3 separate regions of the Mus musculus genome follow, and regions 1 and 2 are each linked to region 3. Evidence: chromatin contacts called from public promoter capture Hi-C data. All regions are on one chromosome and are shown on one strand. Each heading gives the region's core, a stretch centred on a gene start, on an enhancer-like site or on the middle of the called end of the contact. The rest is flanking DNA. Distances are from core to core; before and after follow the strand shown. Region 1 holds the start of Senp2 (SUMO/sentrin specific peptidase 2). Region 2 holds the start of Tbccd1 (TBCC domain containing 1). Region 3 holds the start of Trmt2a (TRM2 tRNA methyltransferase 2A).

Region 1 (4,384 bases), core at 95-2,594, 3.8 Mb before region 3:
TGCACAGAGAAACCCTGTCTCAAAAAACAAAAGAACAAAACAAAACAAAATAACCCACGAGCCCCCGAATGTAGTAAAGAACAGAAAGCAGCTAGAAGTCAAGGCTGGCCAGGACACATCCACACTCAGGTTTGGGTCGGCATACTGCTGACTCCGAGGGACTATGAATGAAAATGTGAGGCGATCACCAGTCCCTGTTCGATAAATATGCAGTTTCATTGTGCACCAGATCCAGTTGGGGGAGAATAAACTATTCTTACATAAGCATCAGTTTGAGAACTTTATAACATCTTAACCGATTCTTATCTGAACCCCATGGAACTGTAGAAGCCATGGGACTACATGCTACAGTTTAGCGAACAACCAGTTTCACCAATGACCTACATTCCTGGAGTCATCTATGAATCATTTTGATCTACTTCCCCTAATCCAATCTTTTGTCCACTTCTCTTGACCTGGAAACAAAAATAATCACCATCATCATAATAATAAGTGAAGTAGACATAGCAGAGGAAGGAAAGGGAGGGAGAATGTAAGAGTGGGAGACAGGGGGGAGTATAGAAGTTGTAGAATATTTTGTTTTCTAGATAAACCCTTAAAAGGGAAGACACTGTAAAGTAAATAAAGGAGTAGATGCTAAGTACTAATATTTGTCATTTCCTTCTAATTTTAACCGAATCTTACAAGAGTGCGGTACGTAAATACTTTCTGCCTCTTACAAGGATGTTAAAGAACAGGACCATTCCCTTCCCCTGCAGCCCAACACACACACCCCGACAGTTGCTGTCGAACAAGACAACTGCTGTTCCTCGGTGCGAAGACAACAGCACTCGCAGTCAAACGACTACGGGCAAACTCCTAACCTAGTGACTCGCTCCTGCGCTGTCCGCCCGCGACGACACCGGGCGACAGGAGCCGTATCCGGCGAGCAGCACATCGCCGGCCTCCCGTTCCCCTTCCGCTCGCAGCTAGAGGGACGGACTCTCCCCAGGCCTCCGCGGTCCCGTAGTCGCCGGTTCCCACAGGCCCGCGGCGCCCAACGCCAGCGCGGGGGAGGGGACCCGACCGGCGCGCGGCCACCTTACCTGCTGGAGCGCCGCCTCTTGAGTAGGGCGCGGGCCCCGGGCGCGGGCCGCTCACACAAGCGAAGAATGGTGCCGAGAACCTTAGCCAGCCATCTGTACATTCCAGGCCTGAGCAGCAGCGGCGGCCGACACACCCCGAGACGCGAACCCCAGAGCTGTCGCCGCCGCCGCCGCCGCCGCCGCCGCCGTCGCCGCTGCCGCTGCCGCTGCCGCTGCCGCCTTCGCCGCTTCAGCCGTAGCCAGGATCAGGCGCGGACTTGTGACGCCATCAGAGGGCCCACAGATTTAACGTTCCCCGGGCTAGGGGAGGACTCTCTAGAAGCCGTTGACGTCACCTTCTTCCGCCCAACGGGAAAGCGGCCTCCGGAGTCTGAGCATGCGCAGTCTGGGCCTGCTCCTTGTAAGCCTAGCAACAGGAAGCGGGACGGGGAGAGCGGGCTCTTGCGCGGGTCTGACTGGCAGACCGAAGGGCGGGGCTTTCTCTTTGGCAGAGCCAGTCAGGAGTCGATCTCGGGACAAGGCCCACAGACCCAAACCACGTGTATCGATGCTGGGCCGGGAGAGCTACCCAAGCAACCCGACAGTGGAGGGTTCTGTAAAAGAATGCGCAGGGTGGAAAATAGGTCAGGTTAGTTAATGAGTATGTAAGGGTTTGCGCTTTATTTTGTATATACATTGGTCTAATACTTTACCCGGATTGCCGTCATGTTTACAGCAACCGGACACAGTGGGGAATTTTAGGAATGTCATAAAAACCAAAGGTATATAGCAATTAAACCATGTGCCTAAGAAAATGGAGCTAACCACTAGCATTTGAGCCAGTCTAACTATTAGGGCTCATTCCGCACGCATACGTGCAAGTTTACTGGGAGAGACATTTTCATAGATACTTATAAATTAGAATACAAGGTCACCTGCTTATGTGATAAATGATTGTAATGCGCAATGGAACTAGAGAAAGTTAAACCAGATGCTGGGGAGTGAGTAGGGCAGACGGACACGACTTCTTAGGAAAAGCTTCCGAGAAACAGGGACTGAATGATTCCTGTGGCCTTTTCTAATCAGCTTGTCTCTTCCCCTCAGCTGTCAGGTAGCAATCAATTCTCATTATCCTCTCTGGGAATGTATACACTTTTCTTTTCTTCTCTTCTCTTCTCTTCTCTTCTCTTCTCTTCTCTTCTCTTCTCTTCTTTCTTTCTTCCTTTTTGTTGTTTTGTTGTTGTTGTTGTTGTTGTTTTTTGAGACAGAGTTTCTCTGTATAGCCCTGACTGTCCTGGAACTCACTTTGTAGACCAGGCTGGCCTCGAACTCAGAAATCTGCCTGCCTCTGCCTCCCGAGTGCTGGGATTAAAGGAAAACCATTAGAAATAAATGTCTAAATAATATCTCCTATGGACTTAAGCATAATGTCTGGGAGTGCAGTCCCTTGAAGTATTAAAAACAGTCTCAAAGCCGGGCGGTGGTGGCACATGACTTTAATCCCAGCACTTGGGAGGCAGAGGCAGGCAGATTTCTGAGTTCAAGGGCCAGCCTGGTCTACAGACTGAGTTCCAGGACAGTCAGGGCTACACAGAGAAACCCTGTCTCAAAAAACAAAAACCCAAAAAACAAAAACAAAAACAGTCACTGCTGGGCATAGTGGCACATGCCTTTAATGCCGGCACTTGGGAGGTAGAGATAGGTGGATCTCTGTGAATTAGAGGCCAGCCTGGTCTACGCAATTAGTTCCAGAATAACCAGAACTAAGTAGAAAGACCTTCTCATAAACAAACAAAACAACAACAACAAAAACCAGGCTCTATCTTTCCTATTGGGTGTATAAGGCCATATGCTAATGAAAATTACCTGCCTAATGCACACACCGGGGCATTGAGGATCTACCTGGTCCTCAGATGTGAGCTCTCAACTACTGGTCCAGCACTATGCCTTCCTGCTGACATGCTCCCTGCTATGATGGTCATGAGAATTAGACAAGGAGAGGCAAGTGGTTAGAGCAGGTGAAGCAGAGGCAGCTGAATGGGTGGTAGTTGAACTGGTCAGCGCGCTGGCTCTCCCTTTTCACACCACAGGGTGAGGTCCCTCTCTAGCATTGCTCCAGCTAGCCCACCCAATGTTGTTATCTGCAGGAGGCAGGCTCATTTCTCCTCCTCTCCCCCAGGACAGCTCACCCAGACCCAAACCTCCAATGTGCCCAGCCAAGATTCGGAGTCTGCTCTCCAAGGTGCTGTAGCCTGTGAGGACCTGGCCAGCTCTCCCACTCATGTAGGGTGCCTTTGCCAATAGGGCCAGCTCCTTTGTGCTGCCCAGGCAAGCAAGATACAGGGCCCATTTGCCAAGGTGCTATAGTAGGGAGGGACAGGGCCACCCTCTCTCATGACCTCAGGGCCAGTTCTCTAGACTGCCACGGGTTTAGGGGGTGAGGGAGGGGAGGGCACCACTTTCATACCTAGGAATCTATAGTAAAGTTCTCTCCAAACTCACCTTTTGTGGTACGTGAACTTCACACTTGGAATTTATGAGATGGGAACCTGAAAGTCACTGGCCCATAGTGGTTGTGGTGATGATCATGTTTTAGGACCCAACCTCCCCAAGAAAGATCATGTTGTTTCCCAAGACACCCCAGTATCACTGTGCTAATCCCACAATAGCTAGGAAATAGAAACAACCTAGGTGTCCGTCACCTGAAAGTAGATAAGGGAAATGGGATACATATTCACAATGGAACATTGCTCATCTGTAAAGACAAACAAAATGAGGAAATTTTCAGGTAAATGGGGAGAGCTGGAAAAAATTATACTGAGTGAGGTCACGGAGGCACATAAGACAAATGCCAAATTTTTCTCATGTGGATCCAAGTTTCTAATCCTGTTTTGTATGTTTAACTTGAGTATGGTGGAAGACAGAAAACTAGAATGAGCTACTGGGGAGTGAAGAATTACGGAGAGAGAATAGTCAAGCATAGGTAAAAGATATATTTTAAAAATGTAGGTAAAAGAGGGGGGTGCTGCGGAGGGGGAGGGCAGAGATTCAAGCATGGAGGGGGTGGGAGCTGGATAAATGAAAGGTGGGCAGAAGGCTTCACTAAAGTGCAACCTAGGGTCTTCCAGCTCTAGAAAAACATTTCAACGAGGGACAACACAGGTGACATGAAAGGAAAGAGGAAATGCACCAGGGTTAAAGGCGGGGGGGGGGGGGTAGTTAGCCCAAACTCAGTGTACAGGAAAAACCCTATGAAAATCTATTAGTTTAAAAGCTATTTAAGTATAATTTTAGAAAGGAAGTTTGAACAGGGTTTTTTT
Region 2 (4,146 bases), core at 1,454-3,953, 4.6 Mb before region 3:
TCAGTAGCCCTGCCTGTCCTGGAATTTACTCTGTAGACCAGGCTGGCCTCAAACATAGAGATCTGCCTGCCTCTAGGGATGAACTTATTACTGTTGTTTTGTTAAATAGGCATGTTGTCAAACTACCTTGTAAATATTTAGGTTATATCCATAGACTACATATGAATATATATGGAAATATATGATATAATATAAATACAATCTATGATACAACATGTAAGTATGTTATATTAACACACACACAAATATATATACATGGTTATATGTTATATTCATGAATATAAGGTTAAATCCATGCCACTCTCCTTTTTGGACAGAGAGACCTCTTTCTTCAGGGGCAGTAGTTAATGCAACAGCATAACTGTTCAAAGCATGGAGAATAAGTGAGTGAGTATTGAGACATCAATCTTAAATGGAATGGTGTTTCAACCTTCCACCCCTCTCCCACACTCCCGAAGGTTCATGGGTAGAGGGTACAGAAAGAATGTAAACACAGAGGGTGGGAAGGAGTGTTGTCAAATTTTGTCTTCTGCAAATGGTATTCATGAATTCACTCAAGATATGGTTACCTGAACAAGACCTACCTGAGCAAGCCAATACAAATAGTCACCATGTGAGAAGGCAGCACTAACTAACCGGACTCAGAGAGGTACATGAAGTTAGGACGGGAACATATTGGGGTGTGCCCAGGGCAAGTATATGTGTGGGGGGAGCAAGGAGTTGTGGGTAGGTATATGTGTGTATATGAAACTGTCAGAGAATAATGAAAGATTTAAGAGTGAAAAGGTTAAATGATAGCTCAGAAAAATACAAGAAAGAAAAAGGGGGGGGGGGCTGATATAGTTGAGTGTCAGCATTATTTCCCCAGAGGCTGCTTTATGAGTGACTATAGTATTAACAATATTAGTATTTTCCAGGAATGGTCGTTCATGCCTGCAAGTCTAACACTTGGGAAGTGACGACTGAAGGATCAGGAGGGAGTTCAACGCTGCCTTCAGCTACATATTGAGTTGGAGACCAGCATACCTCAACTCCTACATGCAAAATCGTATGTTGATGTACCTTGGGTACTCCGTGGCTTAATCAAACAAGAACAAAACAATAAAGTGTATGTAAGAAATGTCAACTTTGAGAAATTTAAAGTATGTCACAAAGAAGAAATGATAAGATTAAAGCAAACAAAACAAAACAAAATAAAGAAAATAACTTTAAAAGCTATGCTAAGCAGTGAGTTTCCCATTATGAACAACCTATAAATTGTCAAAATCTGACATCTATGAGCTTTTGGTGTGTTTTTATTTTTGCAGTTATGTATATATTTGAAATAGCATGTGATATAGGCCAGGCAAATCTGGAACTCAGTCGATAGCTGAAAATGACCTTGAGTTCTGACCCACCTATTTTCATCAGCCCAAAGAAGGGATTGAGGGTGAAGGCATTCTAGAACACAAGTCCAACATACCATATCCTAAGTCACCACATCTATAGGGTCGTGCATGCATTTAAATGCTGGGAGAAACTTTAAGCCTGCTCTTTCTCCCTGAAAGTTGGCACAGTTATCCCTGATTTCAGGAACTTGACACAGTTCCTTCAAGCTTGTAGGATTCCTAAGAGTGGCATGAGACTAGAATCCCAGTTTTTATCGCCTGTTAGAGAACTGTTGTCACTCAGACCATCCAGCTCAGGAAGGAACCATGGTGAGAGGCAGCGAGGCAAGAAGACAGTTCAGGTTCGTTAGCCCAAGAAGGTGGGAAGTACAAGGTCTCTCTAAAGTGTCTTGCTGCTCTCTCAAGCCAACTTTCTTCAGTCTGAGCTTGGCTTCCTTTCTTGCTCTCCTCATTTGACATGGCATCATGGCCCACCCACTTTAGTGTCAGCCTTTTGGAGGCTTGTTGCAAACTGGGTAACCCACAGTCCCACTCTGGAACTCAGACGTCAAGGACGTATCTATAATCTCAACCCCAGCTTGACACTCGCTTCCTTCATTTCCATCAAGAGCCTCATCCCTCAGACGTCCGCCTCCCTTCTTCTGCTCACAGCCACTTAACTCCCTCCAATCCCCAAACGTGGTATTTGGCTCTGCAACCAACCCCCGCTCTTCCTGGGGGAAACCTGGCCCTGCACCGCCAGCCTGGCCCACACTACCCCCTTGTCCCTCGACCCGGCAGTGCCCCTCCCTCACTCCTCGATGTCACCCGCGTCCTTCTCAGCAAGGGCCGCCCCTCGGCCTCTTGCTGCACGCGCGGGAGCCCCCTTCCTCACCCGGCGATCACAGTCCCGATGAGGTACAGCAGCAACAGGCAGAAGGTGCTCAGGTTCTGCGGGGCCATGGCGTCCCCTGGTCCTACCCTCTCAGCCTCCGGTGCCGCTGCGTCGGCTGACCAGCCCTTCCGGCCCAGGGAGGCCGCCTCACGCCGGGGTCTCTCTCTTGCCCGGCCGCGGAGACAGGTAGCGCGCCCCTTCCTCAGCTGCCACCTTCCGGGAGCCCCAGAGCCGGCGAGCAGCCAGGCGTGGGCCAATCGCCGCCGGGGACATCACACGCGGCCGCCACTCCGCAGCCAATCAGCGCGGTACACTTCACCTCCGAGGCGGCGCGGGAAGCCAATCAGACAGCAGAACAGCCGTCGTGTCCGCCGGCCAATGGGAAGAGAAAACGTCAGAGGTTCGCGCCGCCCGGAAGCGGCTGAGAACCGGAGAGAGTTAGGAGCCGAGAAAGAGCGCGCTGCTGTAGGAAACCCGAATGTCCACCAATCGCGAGGCTCCTTCCCGATTCCGACCAATTGCTTGAGAGAGGTCTTACTACCAGTCTGGAAGCTACGCCATGTGCACACGTGACTTGCGAGCGCTCACCGAAGTGCAACCCCAGGAGGTGTCAAAGTACGTGGGGCGTCTTGCCTGGGGATAGGCTCTCCCAGTACTAACTTATTACAGTCTCGCTACCGTGGAAAAGAGGGACCTGGTACCTTGTAGAGACGCCGCCATAGAGACCGACTTAAGTTAAGATTCGGCTTCCAGCACTCCGTAGCGGTGAGGCAGCCCCATCTCCACCCCACTTTCGAACCTGTTTTCTACAGAACTAAGGCAAAGCGTTCTCTGGCAGTGTTGGGAATTAATTAAACTTTTTTTTTTCCTGCAAGTTTCCTAGCAGAATTGCACACAGCAAGCATGCAATCAATAAAAGGCACTAGAGCTTGTTCATCGGTTGCTCTTTTCTCCAGTTTTGTTTACCTCAGACAACTAGTTGTTTAGGACAGCTTCTCAGCTTAGCTTCCTGCATAACCTATTCAGATTTTTATCAGTGAACCGTAATGTGTGCTTGTCCACTATAGCTCCACCTCTGAGTCATAATTATCTCCTGCTTGCAAAGGTCTCATAACCGATCTCCCTGCCTCCAAACTTCATATCTTGATACACTATTTTAAAGTTCCTCTGCTCTCCACCCTATGATTGTGTGCACTCGGGAGCGCACTAGGGAACCTGGAGATCACAGATTAGACTAGGCTGGTGGACCCAGGAGCTCGAGAACCGTCTCTGTCTCTTGAGTGCTGGGAATCCAGGACGTTGTTGTTGCAGTTGCTACAATGGGCGGAATTCAAGACCCCCTGTTTGTATGGCAAGTAAGTGGCAAGCTTTATGGACTGAACTATCCCCAGCGCACTCCCGCTTTTTAAAAACTATGTCAAATCATCCTCTCCTGCTTAAAACCTTTAGTGGCTTTTCATTGCACTCAAAGTAAAAGGCCAAGTCTATGGTAACTTACAAAGCTGTCTAATTTAATGATATATATCCTCACCTATTAAATATCGTAGCATGTTCCAGAATAATCAACTCCCTTCCTTTTAAAAATGTTTCATTGTGTATAGTCATTGTATATGGTACTTTCTTGTATAGTCAAACTGTATAATGTATATATTTTTACCTTTTTCTCTCTGTGCTGTTATTCCTTTTGTTTCTCTAGGTGATTTGGCATTGCCATATACACATATGTGATTTTAAGTACCTATATAAAATCTAGGAGCCACACATTGAGATAAAACATGTATTTGTTTCTCTGAGACAAGATAGTCATCTAGACAAGATAGTTATCTCCAGTTATATCCATTTTCCTGTATACAACAAAATTGCATTCCTAAATTTTTGCTTGTG
Region 3 (3,738 bases), core at 383-2,882:
GTGCTGTTGTCTCTGTAAAAGCAGCCAGGGTAGCAGGGCACGATTAGTGTTCCCAATTTCTCTGCAGGATGAAATACATCATGGTTGGATTTAACACTGTTCCCCATCCATACTGGGCAATTCATTTGCGACCTCACTATCCCTCTGTTGTGGGCCTTATGAGTTCTTTCGTTGACCACTTCAGACTGGTGGTTCTCAACCTTCCTAATGGTGCCTGTGATCCTGTAATCATGTTGTGATCCCCGACCATAACATTTTTTAATTTTGTAGTTGTAATCTGCTAATGTTGTGAATCATGATGTAAATGTGTTTTCTGATGGTCTTAGGCAACCCCTCTGAAAGTCTGGTGACCCACTGGTTCCCACCAATGGTACAGAACCATTGACATAAACTCTGTGTGTATCTTGAATTGCTTACATGGCTAATGGACCAGGCCAAGAGCAAAACCCAGCTCTGCTTGGGATGTCAGCACCACACTCACTTGGCCAGTTTCTGTAGCACCCGCTCACATTCCAGTCGCTTCTGCTCCAGCTGCTCAGTGTAGGGCACTGTCCACAGAGGGGTCACCACATCGGCAATTTGTGTTACTGATGGCTCACTATCACCTTCTTGCCGCCTCTTCCTAGCCATGGGGTCAGCCTTGGGTCGGGCCAGGCGTACGCTGAGCGGACAGCCTTTCCAGAGAGCACCGTGCAGCACTCGCAAGGCCTTGTCTCGTTCAGCAGCGCTTCGGAATGTTACAAAGGCACATGGTGGCTGTCCAAAGAGTTTGATTTTGTGGGACTGTAGACCAAAACGGCCTAGAAAACGCCGGACGTCACTGAAGCTGGCGTGGCGAGGTACATTTTGGAGCTCCAGTTTAAAGATTTCTGATGTGAACAAGTCATCCCTTATGTAGCTGTAGAGCCCAGGCTGCGTTCCAGGCCCTGCAGCTGGCCCAGGCCCTGCTTCCTCTTTTTGACATAGTGGGGCCGCAGAGCTGGGTACAGCACTGGCATCCTGGCCGCAGTCCTCCATGGGCTCCGGAACCTACGTGGGAACAGACGGGCCTGGCTGAAGGCTCTAATTGGTATGACTCGCTCCCCCAAACCGCTGACAGATCTCCATTAGTGCACACTCCACGAAGCCCTGGAGAAACCCGTTCTTTTACTCTCGAGACCCAATTCTCCCCCATCCTATCTTTGATCCGACAGTAATGACTGCTGCCCCAACCCACCTCCGCCCACCCCGTCCACATCTCCTGCACGTCTCCCTTTGCTTTACTTCCGCGGCCGGCTCACTCATCTCCTGGCTCGTCTGTTGCCCGGACCAGGGTGCTCACGAGGACCACCGGCTCGGCCTCCCACCCAACAAGGGCGCAGATACGAGGTACGCCGCCGTGAAGGTAGACCGCAGCTCCACACAGGGACTCAAAACTCGGGTGCTCAGAGCTGGGACTGAGGTTTGCGGATGCACTGTCCCCAAGGGCCACACGCTGCGCCTGCCTTCGGCTGGCCAGCGCACACTAGCTGCGTCTCCTCTCTCTAAGGGCTTGGTTCCGATGACGTCACCGCCGCGCGCCGAGTCCCGACTGATCCTTCCAGCAGCCGCTCACGCCAGCGTCGGAGGCACTCAGCCTGCAGGCGGAAGTGCGCGCGTGGGTCGCCGGGAGAGCGCGCTCCCCGGGCTGAGGCGCGGCCGGGCATGCGCCGCGGGCGTTTTGGCGGGAAGCGCGGGGCGGGCCGGACAATGAATGTCCGCTGTCGGAGCCAATAAAGCTACACTGGTTTTGAATCACTGCGCGTTTCCCGCCGCTGGGGTCAGGGGTCAGGGTTCGGGTCGGGGGGCGGAGGGAAGAGCGGACGGGCGGGAGCGCCGGCGCCAGACGCGGAGGAAAGGAGCTGCGACTAGCCGCCCAGAGGCCGCCGAGCCAGCGACGCCTGAGCTAGTCGAGCCACCGTCGCCGCGCCCCCATGGCGGCCGCCAAGGTACAGCGAGGCCCGGGTGGGGCAGGGCAGCCGGAGAGGCAAGGGCCGCTATGGGCGGCCACGTGGGCGGCCCGCGCCTCGGCCTCCAACCCTCGCTGGCTTGCGGGTTCGGGGCCTGTCGAGGCGCCTGGGCCTGGGGTGCTCGAGGTCTTTGGGGGTCCGCGAGTGGGAGCTGCTGGCCAAGACTCCGATCTCGGGGTCTACAGGGCGGCGCGTGACCTTGTGGTCTGCGGATGAACAGCCATGCCCAAACTGGGCTCCCGGCTTCACCTGGGGACCTGGAGGTGGCCGATCTCCTCCGTCGTGGCCCACTTGTGATCTTCCCATTAGGGGCGGCAATCCTCCTTCCAGTTGCACGCAGACCCCTTCATTCATTAGGACATTGCGCCTTCGGTGGGGAAAGCTCGCGTCCCAGCGCAGGGTACAGATATTAGACGCGCGGACTCTGGGCGGGGGCGGCTTTGTTGGTGGCTCGTGTGTCGGCCGCAGCTTAGCCGCAGTGCTGAGAAACCGAACGAAAGGTTTCTGTTTCTTTATCCTGTTGAGTTAGGTAGTGAGTCTGGGATTTCTCTATATTATCAAAGCACGTGATCTTGTCAGATTTAAACATGCATGTCCTTGTAATTCTCCAAGTTGAGTCAGAATCTTAGAGCTTATTTGTCATACTTTTCCTAGCTTCTTTCGGCTTAAAATTTCAAGCTTGGGTATTATTGCTGGAGGGATTGTAAACTAACAAGTGCTTGGATAACCCTCAGTAAAAACTGTTACGGCTGCTCTTCCTTTTGAGTATATCATGTTCTTTTTCATGGTGGGTATTTTTTTTTTTAACAGAAGAGGAAGTTTCTCCCAAGCTACTTTGCCAAGGACTTGGGTGTGTGTAACCCATTGATGTTTGAGTGTGTAGGAGTGTCAAAATACACAGTCTTGTTTCATGATATCCTGTGATTTTTTTTTTTTTTTTTGTGATGCTGGTTGTAAATACAATCAGATGATGTGAAAGATAAAACCAAAGGCTTAATTTCCAATTTGGGGAGGCATTTTCCAGATGCCATTTGTGATTGATGATGCCCATTGTGGACCGAGTCCACCAGCCAGCAACATCACTCTACCTTCTCTACACAGGACAGTCACGAGGACCATGATACTTCCACAGAGAATGCAGATGAGTCCAACCACGACCCCCAGTTCGAGCCAATAGTTTCTCTTCCCGAGCAAGAAATTAAAACGCTGGAGGAAGATGAAGAGGAACTTTTTAAGATGTAAGTCTGTTAAGGGGTCCTGGAAGTATCTTTAGATAGGCTGACTGAGACAGAGAGAAAAAAGAGTGGACAGGAAGCAGGTCTCTGCAGGCTATTTCTTTCACATTTTGCAGTACCCAGCAACCATAGTTGGACCACTTATGTTTACCTCTTCAATTTCTAGAGGAGCCAGCCAAGCTAGGAATTCTGTCCCTTGTATTGTTTCTCTTTCAGGTATAAGCCTTAGTGATATGTTCTGGCATAGCCTCTTTGTGATTTCTATCTGGAACTGCACAGAAGAATTCTAGGGTGGCTGGGCACACTGATTTCTGTGAATTTCATGGCTTGGACCCAGCTTGATAAAGGCTGTTTTAAGAAAGTGCTTGGAGATGTATGGTGACTAGTCTTACAATGAAAATTCAACCATTTCTCAGCCAAAAATGTTGCCAGGTTATCCTGCTGCCTTGTGGCCAGTCATGTGAAGGTTGTTCCCATCACTGTTCTGTGTCATCTGGGTGTCTCCAGCAGGCTGT

What was found. Promoter capture Hi-C pulls out the DNA fragments that hold promoters and counts their contacts. Capture Hi-C pulls out chosen DNA fragments and counts their contacts.
Region 1: a contact with region 3 is called in a promoter capture Hi-C map of liver, with 2.5 times the contacts expected there. The contact joins the promoter of Senp2 here to the promoter of Trmt2a in region 3. A contact is called at or near these places in 2 of 39 promoter capture datasets (cranial neural crest and liver) and 1 of 9 other capture datasets (liver).
Region 2: a promoter capture Hi-C map of liver shows a contact between it and region 3, with 4 times the contacts expected there. The contact joins the promoter of Tbccd1 here to the promoter of Trmt2a in region 3. A contact is called at or near these places in 2 of 39 promoter capture datasets (liver and pre-B cells) and 1 of 484 Hi-C or Micro-C datasets (CD4 T cells).

What each region holds. Positions count from the first base shown.
Region 1 is chr16:22,006,444-22,010,827 of GRCm38.p6, reverse strand. It overlaps Senp2 (SUMO/sentrin specific peptidase 2), which reads right to left and starts at 1,344. Exons shown (of 17, transcript NM_029457.3): 1 at 1,086-1,344. The coding sequence starts at 1,186.
Region 2 is chr16:22,856,226-22,860,371 of GRCm38.p6, reverse strand. Tbccd1 (TBCC domain containing 1) reads left to right here and starts at 2,703. Exons shown (of 8, transcript NM_001081368.2): 1 at 2,703-3,027. It overlaps Dnajb11 (DnaJ heat shock protein family (Hsp40) member B11), which reads right to left and starts at 2,527. Exons shown (of 10, transcript NM_001190804.1): 1 at 2,263-2,527. The coding sequence starts at 2,330.
Region 3 is chr16:18,246,777-18,250,514 of GRCm38.p6, reverse strand. Trmt2a (TRM2 tRNA methyltransferase 2A) reads right to left here and starts at 1,632. Exons shown (of 12, transcript NM_001080999.2): 1 at 1,264-1,632; 2 at 482-1,029; 3 at 1-61. The coding sequence starts at 1,284. It overlaps Ranbp1 (RAN binding protein 1), which reads left to right and starts at 1,821. Exons shown (of 6, transcript NM_011239.2): 1 at 1,821-1,967; 2 at 3,090-3,226. The coding sequence starts at 1,953.